4 separate regions of the Rattus norvegicus genome follow, and all the other regions are linked to region 4. Evidence: chromatin contacts called from public Hi-C data. All regions are on one chromosome and are shown on one strand. Each heading gives the region's core, a stretch centred on a gene start, on an enhancer-like site or on the middle of the called end of the contact. The rest is flanking DNA. Distances are from core to core; before and after follow the strand shown. Region 1 overlaps LOC102546616 (a long non-coding RNA gene). Region 2 has its middle 310 kb from the start of Zfp608. Region 3 has its middle 190 kb from the start of Rpl15l3. Region 4 holds the start of Zfp608 (zinc finger protein 608).

What was found. Hi-C and Micro-C count contacts between places; a contact is called where the count stands out from the background.
Region 1: a contact with region 4 is called in a Hi-C map of the A7r5 cell line, with 11 times the contacts expected there. The contact joins the enhancer-like site here to the promoter of Zfp608 in region 4. A contact is called at or near these places in 2 of 12 Hi-C or Micro-C datasets (the A7r5 cell line and Schwann cells) and 1 of 1 datasets of contacts at active chromatin or transcription factors (oligodendrocytes).
Region 2: a Hi-C map of Schwann cells shows a contact between it and region 4, with 5 times the contacts expected there. The contact joins the enhancer-like site here to the promoter of Zfp608 in region 4. A contact is called at or near these places in 3 of 12 Hi-C or Micro-C datasets (the Rat2 cell line, Schwann cells and liver) and 1 of 1 datasets of contacts at active chromatin or transcription factors (oligodendrocytes).
Region 3: a contact with region 4 is called in a Hi-C map of the Rat2 cell line, with 6 times the contacts expected there. The contact joins the enhancer-like site here to the promoter of Zfp608 in region 4. A contact is called at or near these places in 5 of 12 Hi-C or Micro-C datasets (the A7r5 cell line, the Rat2 cell line, Schwann cells and 2 more) and 1 of 1 datasets of contacts at active chromatin or transcription factors (oligodendrocytes).

Annotation. Positions count from the first base shown.
Region 1 is chr18:51,106,093-51,109,291 of GRCr8, forward strand. It overlaps LOC102546616 (a long non-coding RNA gene), which reads right to left. Exons shown (of 4, transcript XR_005496291.1): 2 at 3,074-3,164; 3 at 2,377-2,515; 4 at 556-773. Among named protein-coding and RNA genes, the nearest start is that of Zfp608, 500 kb to the left of the region's middle. Within about 2 kb of position 1,504, at least 9 of the 93 cell types and tissues checked have an H3K27ac peak or open chromatin away from gene starts, as enhancers often do. A contact at or near this core is called in the A7r5 cell line, where this site is marked.
Region 2 is chr18:50,915,893-50,918,991 of GRCr8, forward strand. No RefSeq gene overlaps it. Among named protein-coding and RNA genes, the nearest start is that of Zfp608, 310 kb to the left of the region's middle. Within about 2 kb of position 1,624, at least 39 of the 93 cell types and tissues checked have an H3K27ac peak or open chromatin away from gene starts, as enhancers often do. A contact at or near this core is called in Schwann cells and liver, where this site is marked.
Region 3 is chr18:50,274,782-50,278,034 of GRCr8, forward strand. No RefSeq gene overlaps it. Among named protein-coding and RNA genes, the nearest start is that of Rpl15l3, 190 kb to the right of the region's middle. Within about 2 kb of position 1,375, at least 44 of the 93 cell types and tissues checked have an H3K27ac peak or open chromatin away from gene starts, as enhancers often do. A contact at or near this core is called in the A7r5 cell line, where this site is marked.
Region 4 is chr18:50,607,349-50,610,302 of GRCr8, forward strand. Zfp608 (zinc finger protein 608) reads right to left here and starts at 1,274. Exons shown (of 10, transcript NM_001107378.2): 1 at 913-1,274. LOC108348794 (a long non-coding RNA gene) reads left to right here and starts at 1,340. Exons shown (of 5, transcript XR_005496361.2): 1 at 1,340-1,432.

The DNA of each region.
Region 1 (3,199 bases), core at 254-2,753, 500 kb after region 4:
CCTTATAAAGCAGGTTACTGCAGATTATCTGTTTAGAACTACTGGGATATATCTTTATATATTTATGAGAATATGTATATTTTAGCTGTGATTTGTATGTAGTATGCATATCCTGGTATAGCAAACATGAACTCTAAATTGGACAGGGTCACAATAGTTTTCAATTTCACTATTTTAAATAAGGCAATAAATAATCGATAAACCAAGTGGCACTTAAGTCTCTGTATTAAACTATCTTAGTGATTTTATAAATTAGAAAAAGAACGATGATAGTACAAGACCTTGATTTATATTTGATCCTTACTTGTGATATTAATATCCATCATATCTTCATGTCATAAGTACTTCACGACACATTTACCTGTCTTTCCTTTTCTTATAGAAAATGTTGGTGAATGCTTGACAGTCTCATTGTATTATCAAATTTTCAAACTGATGAGCTTTCTATCATGGGTAGCCCATGAGAGGCTTTTGGTAAATGTCCTTTGAATATAGGCATGAAGAAATAATCAAGTTCTGAAGACATAATGAATGATAAGCAAGTTCTGAGGAAATTCACCAAATTTAATAAGTTTTAGTAACTCAGAGAACATTGGAATGGACAGTGCATGCCATTCTACCCTCACAAGATAAGAGACATCACTCTCCACAAGAGTTCACAGTATAAGTGACATCTTTTAACTGGAGAAAGGTATTCAATCAGGAGCTCCAATTCCCACAGAACTGAGTGGACGTTCGTTACATGGACCGGCATCAAGGAAGGCTCTTTGGCCCTGTATGCAAATGAACACACATGTTACATCTTCTCAGAACAGCTAGGTTTTGTTTTTCTCCTTTCATTCACAGTGGAACTGTAGATATCTTGTTTTTCCTATAAAGCCCAAATTACTTGCCTCAGATAAATGCAGATATTTGACTTATGGATACTAGCCTGTGGTTTATTTCATTTTCGCCTTATTAGCCAACTCGCCGAGAATTTTGTTTTGTTTGGTTTTCAAAGAAGCTGGTGCTGGCCTTTCTTGTGTGCAGTGCCAAGTTCTAGCAGGAAACAGTCATCCCCACCATGTCCATTACTCTATTACATTTGCTAAGCAGATAAACAGGGCCTCACAGAGCAAAGCATTAACATGAGCAATTCAAAGATTAACCCTTTGATAATCATCGGCGGCAGATTTTGGAGCCTCTGTAATATTTCAAAGAATTGGCTCCCCCTCCAGTTGTAGGAGTTACTGGAACTTGAGTTAATTGTTGTTGCATCTCCAACACACAGAGCAGGGCTGGTGAAGGAAACAGTGCCTGTATTTCCTTTGTTATTTATAGTCAGCGTTCTTCCACACTAAACCCTTGAGCTGGCTTTTTAGAGCTCACTGTATAACGAATTCATTCACTTTCATGTCAACAAGCTTTGGCTTGATAAATTAAAACAGAAAAATGCTGGCTAGAGCACTATAGCCCTACATGATTCACTTGGCTTCAAGTTCCTGGCAGCCTTCCAAGAATGACCTGCTGTCTTCCCAGGGTCCTTATCACTTTCCCATCTGGAAAGGGCCGAACCTTACTGTACACTGGGGAGTTAAAGGCCTACACAGGCTGCATTCAAACGCCATTAACAATCATAACTCTAAAAATCATCACTCTTTTCCGGGCAAGGTTAACAGTAGTCTGAGGATAGGATGGCTATCTTTTTACTTCCTATAAATAAATTGGAAGCAAATCGCATAGGACTTCCTGCTTCTCCGAAAGGCTGTTTTAAGGCATTTTCGTCTCTTTAAGATTAACCAGAGGTTCTTTGGGGAGCCTGTTAGAGTTTGAAGAACTTCATGCATGGCTGTTGATTTACTTTACTAAAGGAATGACTCATTCACTATGCTTCCTGTATACGGTTGGATTTCTTTGAAGAGGTCACAGGTAGAATGATTATCATTTTAGCAATTAACTATGATGATGCCAAAGTCTCTAAGGAAAATAAAACATAGTTTGGGAAAAAGTGGCTAAAATCGGCATAAACTATTTCATATGCTTTTAAAGTTTCTGACAATGTTCTTAATTAAAACTGCATGAAAATCGATTATTGATTAAGTTTGAAACCTTTCTAACAGAGCACTTACGATGCAAGAAATTATTAAGGTGGAGATTTTTTTTCTGAGTCTTTTATAATGTAGGTTAGCCTCAAACTCCTATGTAACAAAGGCTGGCCTTGAACTTATGGTCCCTTAAGTGGAAAAAAGAATATTTCTGGCATTGCACAAAGAGATGCACAAACAAAGCAAGAGTAACTCTGTAAGGTAATTTTTATATTTGCTAGAGGGTCCTCATGACCCAAACTGGATGGGAAGTTTATTGAACTTTTATCCTATTGCAGGGCGATGACCTCACCTTAGCACACTGGTGGTAGCTTGCTCTCCCAATCTGAAGTGATTGGCAAGGAGGAAGGGGTGTGTGTGGAGTGGAGTCTCAGGAATGTCTGGCATCCAGGACTTGAGCAAACAGGCCAGCATTTCCCAAGCTGGAGGAGCTATACAGACAGTAAGTAGTTTTTGGCTAATTAATTATCTTCCATAGAAAACAATGTTTCTCACAATTCGTCCTCTTTGTTAATATATTTTCAGAATGCCCCCCCTACACACACACACACACACACACACACACACACACACACACACACAAATTCAGCCAGCATGCACTGCGTTTCTGAAATGTCTACTAATAGTAAAGTATGGCTATGATAAGTGACTGGTGACTGATGAGAGAGGTTTCCAGAGCTTCTGGACAAGGCCCCCTGTATGCCCCAACACAAGAATCACCTATCTTCAGACCCACTGAAGGTAAACCTGCATTCCTAGGGATTGTGCCTTTGTTGAGTAATTGACCCACCTCAACTGCAATGCTAGCTCTCTCTACCCAGGCCAGAGACTCTTTTCTTGAGCTAGAGTTTTCTCTTAATGGGCCTTTCCTGCTACTTTAATGCAGCCTCTGCTTCAAAGTGCTGGCATTACAGGCTTGCAGAACCATGCTCTGCTCAGGAAGTTAATTCTAAAGCATTATAGTGTGTAAAAAATGAAAGCCACCTTACCATTAGGCAAACAATTTAGTGCTTTTAACGTTGAGAATCAACATGGCGGCCTTTCTTCCTTAGGCTCTGTTCTTGATGTTAGTTCTTGAGGCTGAAAATAACCAAAACAGATGAAGAAGAGGCAAA
Region 2 (3,099 bases), core at 374-2,873, 310 kb after region 4:
TTTTATTTCCCTCGCCACATGCATGAGTTTAAACACTAATGGGGAAAAAATGCTTAGCACAACGTGTTTTGAATTTTCTATGTCCTTTTCCTCTTGTGATGGAAGCTGAAGAATGTTGAAGACAATGTAATCAAAAGCAAGCATGAGTCTTCCATGTTTACGTAGCATATGCGGCTCTGTTAGATTGGCTGGCACAGAGCTGCCCTTCCGAAAGCCAGACAGTATTTTTAGTCTTTGACCTAATTATATTACTGAAAGAAACTTAGGAGCAGACTTGGATCTGAATACACAGTGCAGGAACTGGGCACCAGGCTGCAAGACATCCTTTTCTATATGAACTTGAGGAAAGTCTGCAACTGGGCAAAGGACCCCCCCCAATATATATATATATATATATATATGTATATATATATAACAGCTTCATTAAAAATTTAAAGACTTAATAAAAATAAAACAGCTTATCTGATTGTGTATGACCCTGTGTGTGACCCTGCAATATCTTGTTTTATAATTTTACAATGATTTACTTGTAGAGCAGGAGTACAACTATTTTTGGAATATTTCTACTAAGAAAAGTACAGCAACTTTTAGGATTCCTGGCATCTACTCTTAATGGACAGTTCAATGGGGAAGCATTTTACAGGGCTGATCTTAGTTAAAATTTTCTGTCTAGTTATAGGAATACTAATAATTAGCTAAATAAGCCTCAGATATTCTCTCTAGGCAGTGCCTGCAAACATATCTTTTACTCAAACTTGCATTCATTTCCTAGTTTACCAAGAAGCTTCTAAGAGAGCATACAAGTTTAAATAAACCCTCCCTGGTTAATCCGTGGTTTGGCTTTTGGACACCCTCAAATCATTTACATCAAACAAATTCAGATGCTAGCATTGCAACAAAGCCACCCTGGCAATTTTACGAAAATGGTGTTGGTTAGAACACAACTACTCTATTCTATGGACCGCCAAGAGAGCGAGTCCTCAAAATATTCCTTCGTCAGTGCTGGTACCCAGGAAGAGAACACAGAAGTCACTGTCACATCTGCTATTAACTATGTGATCCTTTTTACATGTTGCTCCATGTATTTTAAATAGAAGGAAAACTGGGCCACGTTTCAAAATTTGGGTATGGTACATGAAAAGGCTGCGTTCACATTTAATTAAATAACAGTCTATATGCCATACGCATAATCAGACGTTACCTCCATCCCAGGTGGAGGGGAAAAGTAGGAGTGTGGAATAAAGATTCCCTGTCTCCTCCTGACAGTACACACTGACAAGATTTTCTAAGGAACGCCATCCCAGTGACAACCAAACTCCTTTGCCAACTGCTGTGACAGAGCCCTGAAATAATCACTCTGTGGCTCATTACCTCCCAGCACTGTAAAGATGGGCCCCGTGAAGAGAGGTGGCATCCTTACTCCCAGAAGGTACGACTTCAGCTATTTTTAGTCCTGGTGGTTGGACTTCCTAAGCTGCTCTGAGCCCCACCTTTGTAAAACCCTCCAGCTTAGAAAACAGAGAGGAGCTTCTCATTCGCCTCAACATGTAAACTTAGGTTACAGAAATGTCAATGGAATGACTAATGCGACTTTAACTGAAAACAGTGAACACCACAGTGGGCTCTCTGATCCTGAAACACAGAATGCACTTTGTTCAATCCTGAAGTGTGTGCGCCTTGGGCAGGGGTGGGGGAGGGAAGAGGCCCTTTTCCGTATGAAACCAACACGTGTTTTTCTTCCCTCTGCTGCTCTGCAGTATTTTGCTGTATTTTCTGAGTTCACATCTCTAATCAGTTTGGTGGGAGTGCGGATTTAAAGACATTTATTTTGGAAAACACGCTCCGCTAAAATGTTGTAGTAATGTAAGCCGTTTAATTCTAAAATTGGCAGCTGAAGTTAACACTGAGTTCGCTTAAGCAGCTACTGAAATGCTTCAGTGAAAAGCATTTGGGAGCACAAATGCTTGTTGTTGTTCCTATGCACTTTCTAAACAGGCCAGAGCAGCGCAGAGCCCACCTCCAATGTCAGGCAGGTGGGGCTGGAGATAAACTCTCCTGGCTTTGCCTGTCTGTGCTGTTTGCCTTGTATATAGACAGTTCCTCAGTTGGGAAGGATGACATGGTTGTTGGCCTGTGAACTTTAACTGGGGAGACGTGAACAGACCTTCTACTCGATGCAGACGGGGTACCAATGGCAGAAATGATCAGTTCTAGCTGTGTGCATTAGTCAGTGTGGTTGGAGGGAGTTACATGAACAACTTGGGGGTGCTTACATCATGGAAGAACGGCCTCTCTTCCAGCTTACAACCCGTATATATTTGAAGGGAGGAGCAGGCCTGTGTACCCCACTGCCATGATGGAAAATTAATAGGCCCACTCTTATGCCGGTCTCCTGTGGTAATCTCAGCAGCTGAGAATTCAAAGGAACAATGACCATGTCACCCCAGGAACCTGAGGTCAGCACCCCCACAATTGTAATCCTAGCACTCAGGCTGAGAGAGGAAGGTCCTAAAATTGAGGTCAGCTAGGCTACATAAAACAAAACAGAACAAAACAAAAATCATAGTTTTTCTCTTTTAAAATTTTACCTTTATTTATGCAGATGTAAATGCCATATGTTTAGGTACACACAAAGGAGCCAGAAGACATTGTCATATACCTTAAGGACTGGGGTTAGAGACATTGGGAACCAACCAAAGTGGGTGTAGGAACCAACCATGGGTCCTCCAGGAAAGCAGCAAGAGGTCTTCATCTCTAAACAGCCAGATAGACCATAAAAAAGCTATAACAAATAAACAAATATATATATATATATTAAAAAAATAATAGGAAATATAAGAAATATAGCGATGAGTATTCTTGGCTTTAGAAAAAGTCTTGGTCATCAATCTCATAACCACAATGATGAGATTCTTTCCTGTGTTGAGGTAAATTCTGTGAAGTTTTTATCTCTCTTGTGTGCTGTTTTATATGCATCATAGAGAATGGCGTTTGTAGCATATTAAATACCAGATGCATCTCTGTTAAGCAGCCCATGATGCAACCTCTTTTCTATCAGCTTCAGGGTAGAAGAGTGTTGTCGTCTTAAAACTCTGACAG
Region 3 (3,253 bases), core at 125-2,624, 330 kb before region 4:
TAAGCTGAGGGCTAAGGGTAGCCTAGGTTGAGAGCCCAGGCAAGCTGTGGTCCTTGCCTCTCCCCCCCTTCTCCTTCTACAGTCCAACTTAGCATACCCCTTACCCATACTGCCAAGCTTGTTCCCACTTCTTTCCTGTTTCCACATCCTACGTATTATGTACCTTGAAGCTTAGGGTTTGAAATGAATGACTCTTAAGAACAATCTCTAATAAAGCAACTGATCTCAGGGAAAGTCTTAATAGCACAGGCAGCTTAACCCTGGCATTCCTAACTTCCATTTTTCCTCTAGATTCACATTTAGGAGACAGCAATGCTTTGTGCTGAACTCTGAGGCTGCCGAAGTCATTCTCAAATACTAAAAAGGCTTCTAGGGAAGTTTCGCCACCATGGCGCCTACTGTTTGTCCATACAATCATGCTACCAGCAAACCAATAGCCCCTCTATATATTCTATAGACACTTGCAAATATTCGTTTGTCTGCTTGTTTTAATGTGGATGTGTGTGTGTGTGTGTGTGTGTGTGTGTGAGTGTGTGTGTGTACTTATCTGTATGTGTACCATGTAGTTCAGTGTTTAAATAAACCAGAAGAGGGAATATAGCCCCCCCGCCCCCGTAGATGTACTTAGAGCCACTTGGCTTGGGTGTTGGTAACTGAACCTCAGTCTTCTGAAAAGGAAGCAAGTGCTCGTAACCGACCAGCCATTTCTCCAGCTTCAAAACTTGCATTTATTTTGCCACTGTGGGAAGCATTATCAGTTCTGATTCAAGGCAGATTCCTGACAAAAGGGTTTATGACAAGCAGATTGTAAAACTGGTTGATCCAAGCACTGTGTTTCTGGGATATTTCCTAAGCCAAAACCTCCAGGGCAGCAGGGCCCGCTAATTGCTCTTTTGCGGCAGTGACCTTTTCAACCAGACAATGCCTGGACCAGTTCCATGTTGACAGCTCTCCTCTGCCATCACAGTACTGGCAGGGAGAGCAGTACTGGGTGGTACTGAATACAGTTGTGTCTCGTGTTTGTGCCCACCTCACCCCACTGCCCAAAGCCACAACTGAGAGACAGGGGCACCTGTTCTATTCACTTTGTTCTTTTGGATTCCAACAGGAATCTAAGCCAGAGAGATTGGGAGCACGTTAGGACATATTGGCAAGACCTTTAGTGGGAATATTTATTTTCAAGTGGAAATAGTAGGGGAAAGATACAGACACATCTAATTCAACACTAAATCCTCAAGGCTCATGGTTTGAGTTGAAGGTCTGCATGTGTGGTTGCTGCCTGGTTGACCTTGGGTCACTACTGATCTGTGCTCACAAGCTCACTGACTTTTACATATGCAAATCCACTTTGATTATTCTGATCCAGGCAACAATACCTGTGGCTGTCACCCAAAGTTACCATGGAGATTAGCAGATGTTGGCACTTTACAGAGGACTTTCCTGAACCAGGAGTTTGTCACAGATAAGAAAAAAAAATCTGAATAGAACACTAGTTGAAATGACCTCATAAGTCTCTAATGCCATACACATGTTGGAAAAAAATGGTGGCAGGGCAAAAGCAGTCACCAGCTGTGCACGGCAAGAGAGGTGGGGGCAAAGCCACTGACACCACCTCAGGACTCTCTGTCTTCAATGAGACGTTCTGGTTTGTCTATTGAGTCACCACCTAGAGCTTAATGGGAAAATATCCATTGTCCAAAAGGGTGGTAGAAAAGAGGAAATGACATATATTCCCATGTACCCCCACCACCCTGGAAACTACTCAGCATATTTTGATGGAACCAGAAAATGTGCCAAAGGGAAAGATGGGATTTAAGAGAATTTTTAGAGAAGAACTAAACAGTACCTAAAGTCCTGAGCCAAGTTCCCCAGCGGGGCAGCCATGGGGGTAGGTCACTTCTCCATGGTTATGGTCATCTGGTTTTTTTGTTTTGTTTTGTTTTTTGTTTTTACCAACAATTTTGTATCAAAACTGTAAGCTTCAAATAACTCATTACTGCCTTCATAACCCGCACAGCTTACCTAATCCTCTTTTACTGAAGTTATGCAAAATACACTTACTCCATAAATGTGTTGAGCATTGTAGAGGTCACAAGCAGGCCTTTGCTCTCTATTTAAAGAACTGCCAAAATAAATACAAGAAAATTTAAAGGGAATTCAGCTGTGAATTGGAGTAACTGTATTTTGAGAAACAGTAAGTATGAAAGTTACCTAAGACTGTGATTCTGTCTACAGAAGTGGCTTGAAGGCTATACTCATGCTTGTGTGTTTGGGAACAGAAATGAGAACAGGATTTTCATGTGTTTAAGCCACAGAAGTCTGGGTCCGGATCAGAGGATTTCCAGAAACCTTCCTTTGAATGTTCTAGCTTTCTTTATCCTCCATGGGGACAATGTGTGTGTTTCAACGCTATTCATGGCAGTACAAACTCAGTGCTGGTGTGAATACTTAAGCAAAATCTCCCCAGAGAATTAAAGAGCATTATTTCTAATCCCTATTGGGCACCTCATGCCGACATCAACTAGCCAGAACTTGATGATGGAATGAAGTTCTTAATAGACTTTTCGTCAACAAAAGAAGTTATTTTCTCTGTGGAATTCTGTGAATGAGTCAGTCAGAGTTACCCTCTGAGTTCTGGTATGGCTACCACAATGACTAACAATGAGGTGATGTACTTTTAAGAGAAATAGTAGAATTTTCATAATTTCTCAGCCAAGTCTCTGAAATGTATTATTGGATTGCTCAGTTAAACATTCAGTTGTCTTCACTTAAAAGGGGTGAAGGCACTGGATTTACTGCTGTCAGAAGGAGATTTTCCTCAGTAAAATGTCAGGATTTAATTCCATGTAGGCCAACGGGCTGTCATTTTTATGACTTGGGGCTAAAAATGTTTTTTAGCAGCAGAATGTCCAAGGGAGCTGGCGGTGCCTACGTCACCTGTGTCTCTGCGTGTCTCCAACTGCACGAGAGACCAAAGTTGCTAATTTGCTGCTGACCACATAGAATAAGTTCCGCACTACACGTTAGTGACAAAATAGTGCATTTTCCAACTTAGAGAGTATAGACGTGAACATCTTATTTAGCGTTAGAAGAAAGACTTGAGTCCAGGTTGAGATGACTTATCTTAACAGGGTATGGCACCCATTGGTACAATTAAAATGATACCAAAAATCAATCTACTGAACAGTTAATATGAAGATCTTCCAATTCCAGCATCAGTCTCAATTATTGGTGTGGGTGATGTGAGTCATGG
Region 4 (2,954 bases), core at 24-2,523:
ACCACCCCCCTGACAATAAACATCTTACAGTAGCTAAAACGAAAATCCCTCTAAACAGCAGGGGGATAGCCAGTTCTTTAAAAGCATTAAAATATCTCCAAGGATCTGATTCAAGCCCAGAAAGGTTTTTGTGGCTTTTTTTTTTAAGTTGAACATTTTTATTTTTTTGCCTGGCACACGTGCTATTTCAACCCCAGGAAAAGATCCTGGACATTCATACAAGAAAAACACCCTGTTCAACATCCCCTAAACATGTCCTGGGTCTTGCAATGTAAAAACAAAACAAAACATACAAAAAAACAAAAACAAAAAGAGGCCCTCAAAGTTCTCTAGGACTAGTATTCAAAATGTCACTAAGTTTTCCTTATTTCTAATTCTAATACTTCTTACAAATTGTCTAGACAACCTAGGTTTTGTTCTCCACAAGAAACAGAAAAACAACAGTAGTTCCCCTCACACACACATACCCACCACCCTCCTTCCTGAGCAGCTACACAATTCTTCATGAAATATGCACAGACCTCTTTAAGAGTATTTTTCTCAGTAAAAAGACAGTGTGAGAGGAAAGGTTAAATATCTGTCTTCTGGAGAAAAAAAGAAAAATCCATCTAAATAATTTTGCCATACCCCTGGGTCACAGAACTGCTCAGTCAGTTAAATATGGTGCTACTGTCTGTAGGGAAACTGATTAAGACGTACACTTTAAGTGATCTGCGCCAAGGTGGCCTCAGTGACCACAAATGAGTGTGTGTTTGACAAAGAGCAGTTAAAACAGTTTTTTAAAGGGATCAGTCCCCTTTTAACAGTTGATTGTCAAGAAAATAAATAAATATACAGAGAAAGACATACAGAGGCACGCAGAGAGAGAGAGAGAGAGAGAGAGAGAGAGAGAGAGAGAGAGAGAATGCTTACCTTTAAATCCTTTATCATTTTTTTAATTAGGCCCGCAAATAAAAAAAAAAAACATTTCTCAGTCCACTAGGCACACAACCGTGTGCTTCATTTTACTTAAACACCAAATGATCAAAAAGGAAGAAAGCAAGTAACACATCCCAGCCAAAATAATCACTCAGTAACATTATTCCACTTCCCCATCCCCCTTTTGGCAAAAAGCTCTGGAGTCCTTTTCTCCTTAAAAAAAAAAAAAAAAAAAAAATGTGTCACTGTGCAGCTGAGAGATGCTTCACATTCGCAACCCAAGCACCGAAGGGTGTTTTTCCTCTTAACAAGCATTCAGAATAATAGGGTGTTGAGAGAGAGGGAGAGGAGAGGGGGAGGGGAGGGGAGGGAAAGGAAGGAGGGAGAGAGAGAGAGAGAGAGAGAGAGAGAGAGAGAGAGAGAGAGAGAGAGAGAGAGAGAGAGAATTAGAGAAAAAACTTTTCCGAACTTCTCATTCCGCTTTCGGTTGCAGACTTCAGAGTCACCGTGATCAGTAAGTAATGATCTCATGTAGCAAACCTACAGGCGTCCTCTAGTAACGAGACAGAATGTGCTAACATCGGGATAAATTAGTGAAAGGGAAGAAAGAATAAGAAGAAAGGACTGAAAATCTGGGCTGGATTCCGCCTGTTAGTCGGGAAGTGGCATTTTTCCGCTCGTCCTGACATTTGATTTCTCCAACTAACTTAAGGAGGGGGTGAAAGGATGGGGAGGAGGAGGAGGAGGAAGAAAGGGTGGGATGAGGCGCTGGGCTGGAGGAGAAAAAGAAAGGTGTGGAGGAGGAGGGAGCAGACTGTGCAGGGAGCTGATAAACCAGTTAGAGCAGCTTTCGCCCGGGGCGGGGGGCGGTGGAGCGGGGAAAATAACGGCGTCTAAAAGGGGCTGCCTTGGAAACCTGAAGGATGTGATGTTTTCCTGTTTTATGTTGTTTTTGAGAAAAAAAGAACCGAGTTCTTAGAATAGTCCCCGAGGAGGGGTTAAAATCCTCCGCCGCGCAAGCCGATCTGTCATGTGGTAATTCGATAATTAGAGTCAAAAAGGTTTTTTTTTTTTTTAAGGCGACCTTTCTCCAGGACAATTTCTCTTTCTCTACACGCAGCAAACAGTGCGTCTCTATTTTTTTTTTCCTCCTCTCTCCACCTCTCGCCCACCCCCTCCTGTGTTTAGTCAGATGGCCTCGGAGCTTGGCTTAGTATTTTTAATTAGCTGGCGTTTGGAAGCTAAAAGCAGTAATGAATTGTTGATGGATTGGAAGTGGAGAGTCGCTTTGCTGGAAATGTCGGGGCTGGGAGAGGGGGATGGGCGCGTTAGCAACACCAACCATCTAAAAGGAGCGGTTTTGTTACAGTGCAAGCCTTTCACATCACGTGAGGATCAAGGGCTCAATTGGTTGTCGTGAGAACAAAAATGGTGACAAGCGTATCAAGAAAATACTGATCTGGTCTTTTAAAAAAAAAAAAGCTGAAGGTTTCTCCCTTCCCCCTGCAACCCCCTCTCCCCCCGCACGCCCTACAGTGGGCGAAGCTACAAGTTATGAATGTGAAACATTTCTCAGCCATCTCGGAAGTTCGGAAGGAGGGAAATGTAATGGCCACAAGAGCAAAGCAGATGTTTTAAAGAAACAGCTTATAAACCTTTCCTCAACTGATCTCCAATTTGTCGGCTTTCCCAAGGGGCCAAAGCGGAGGACGCCTGGGGGGAGGGCAGAGTACCTCGGAGCTGCTGGGATTTTAGGAAACACCCCCCCACCATGTATTAAACAAAGAAAAACATTTTGCTAGCTCCCAAACAGGGACTTGTAATAAACACACCATTGTTACTATTTGTGGGTTTGTTTGGGTTGGGTGGGGCTCCCCCCCACACACACACCTTCTCTTAATGTTTTTTTTTCTTCTTGCCCCCCCCCCTTTTTTAAGAAGGTGGAAAATGGTAGTTACAGTCATTACATGTAATGGATGAATATTCCCTAGTTTACTATTAAATTACTGAGCAGGGGGATGTGACAGGAGAGAAAT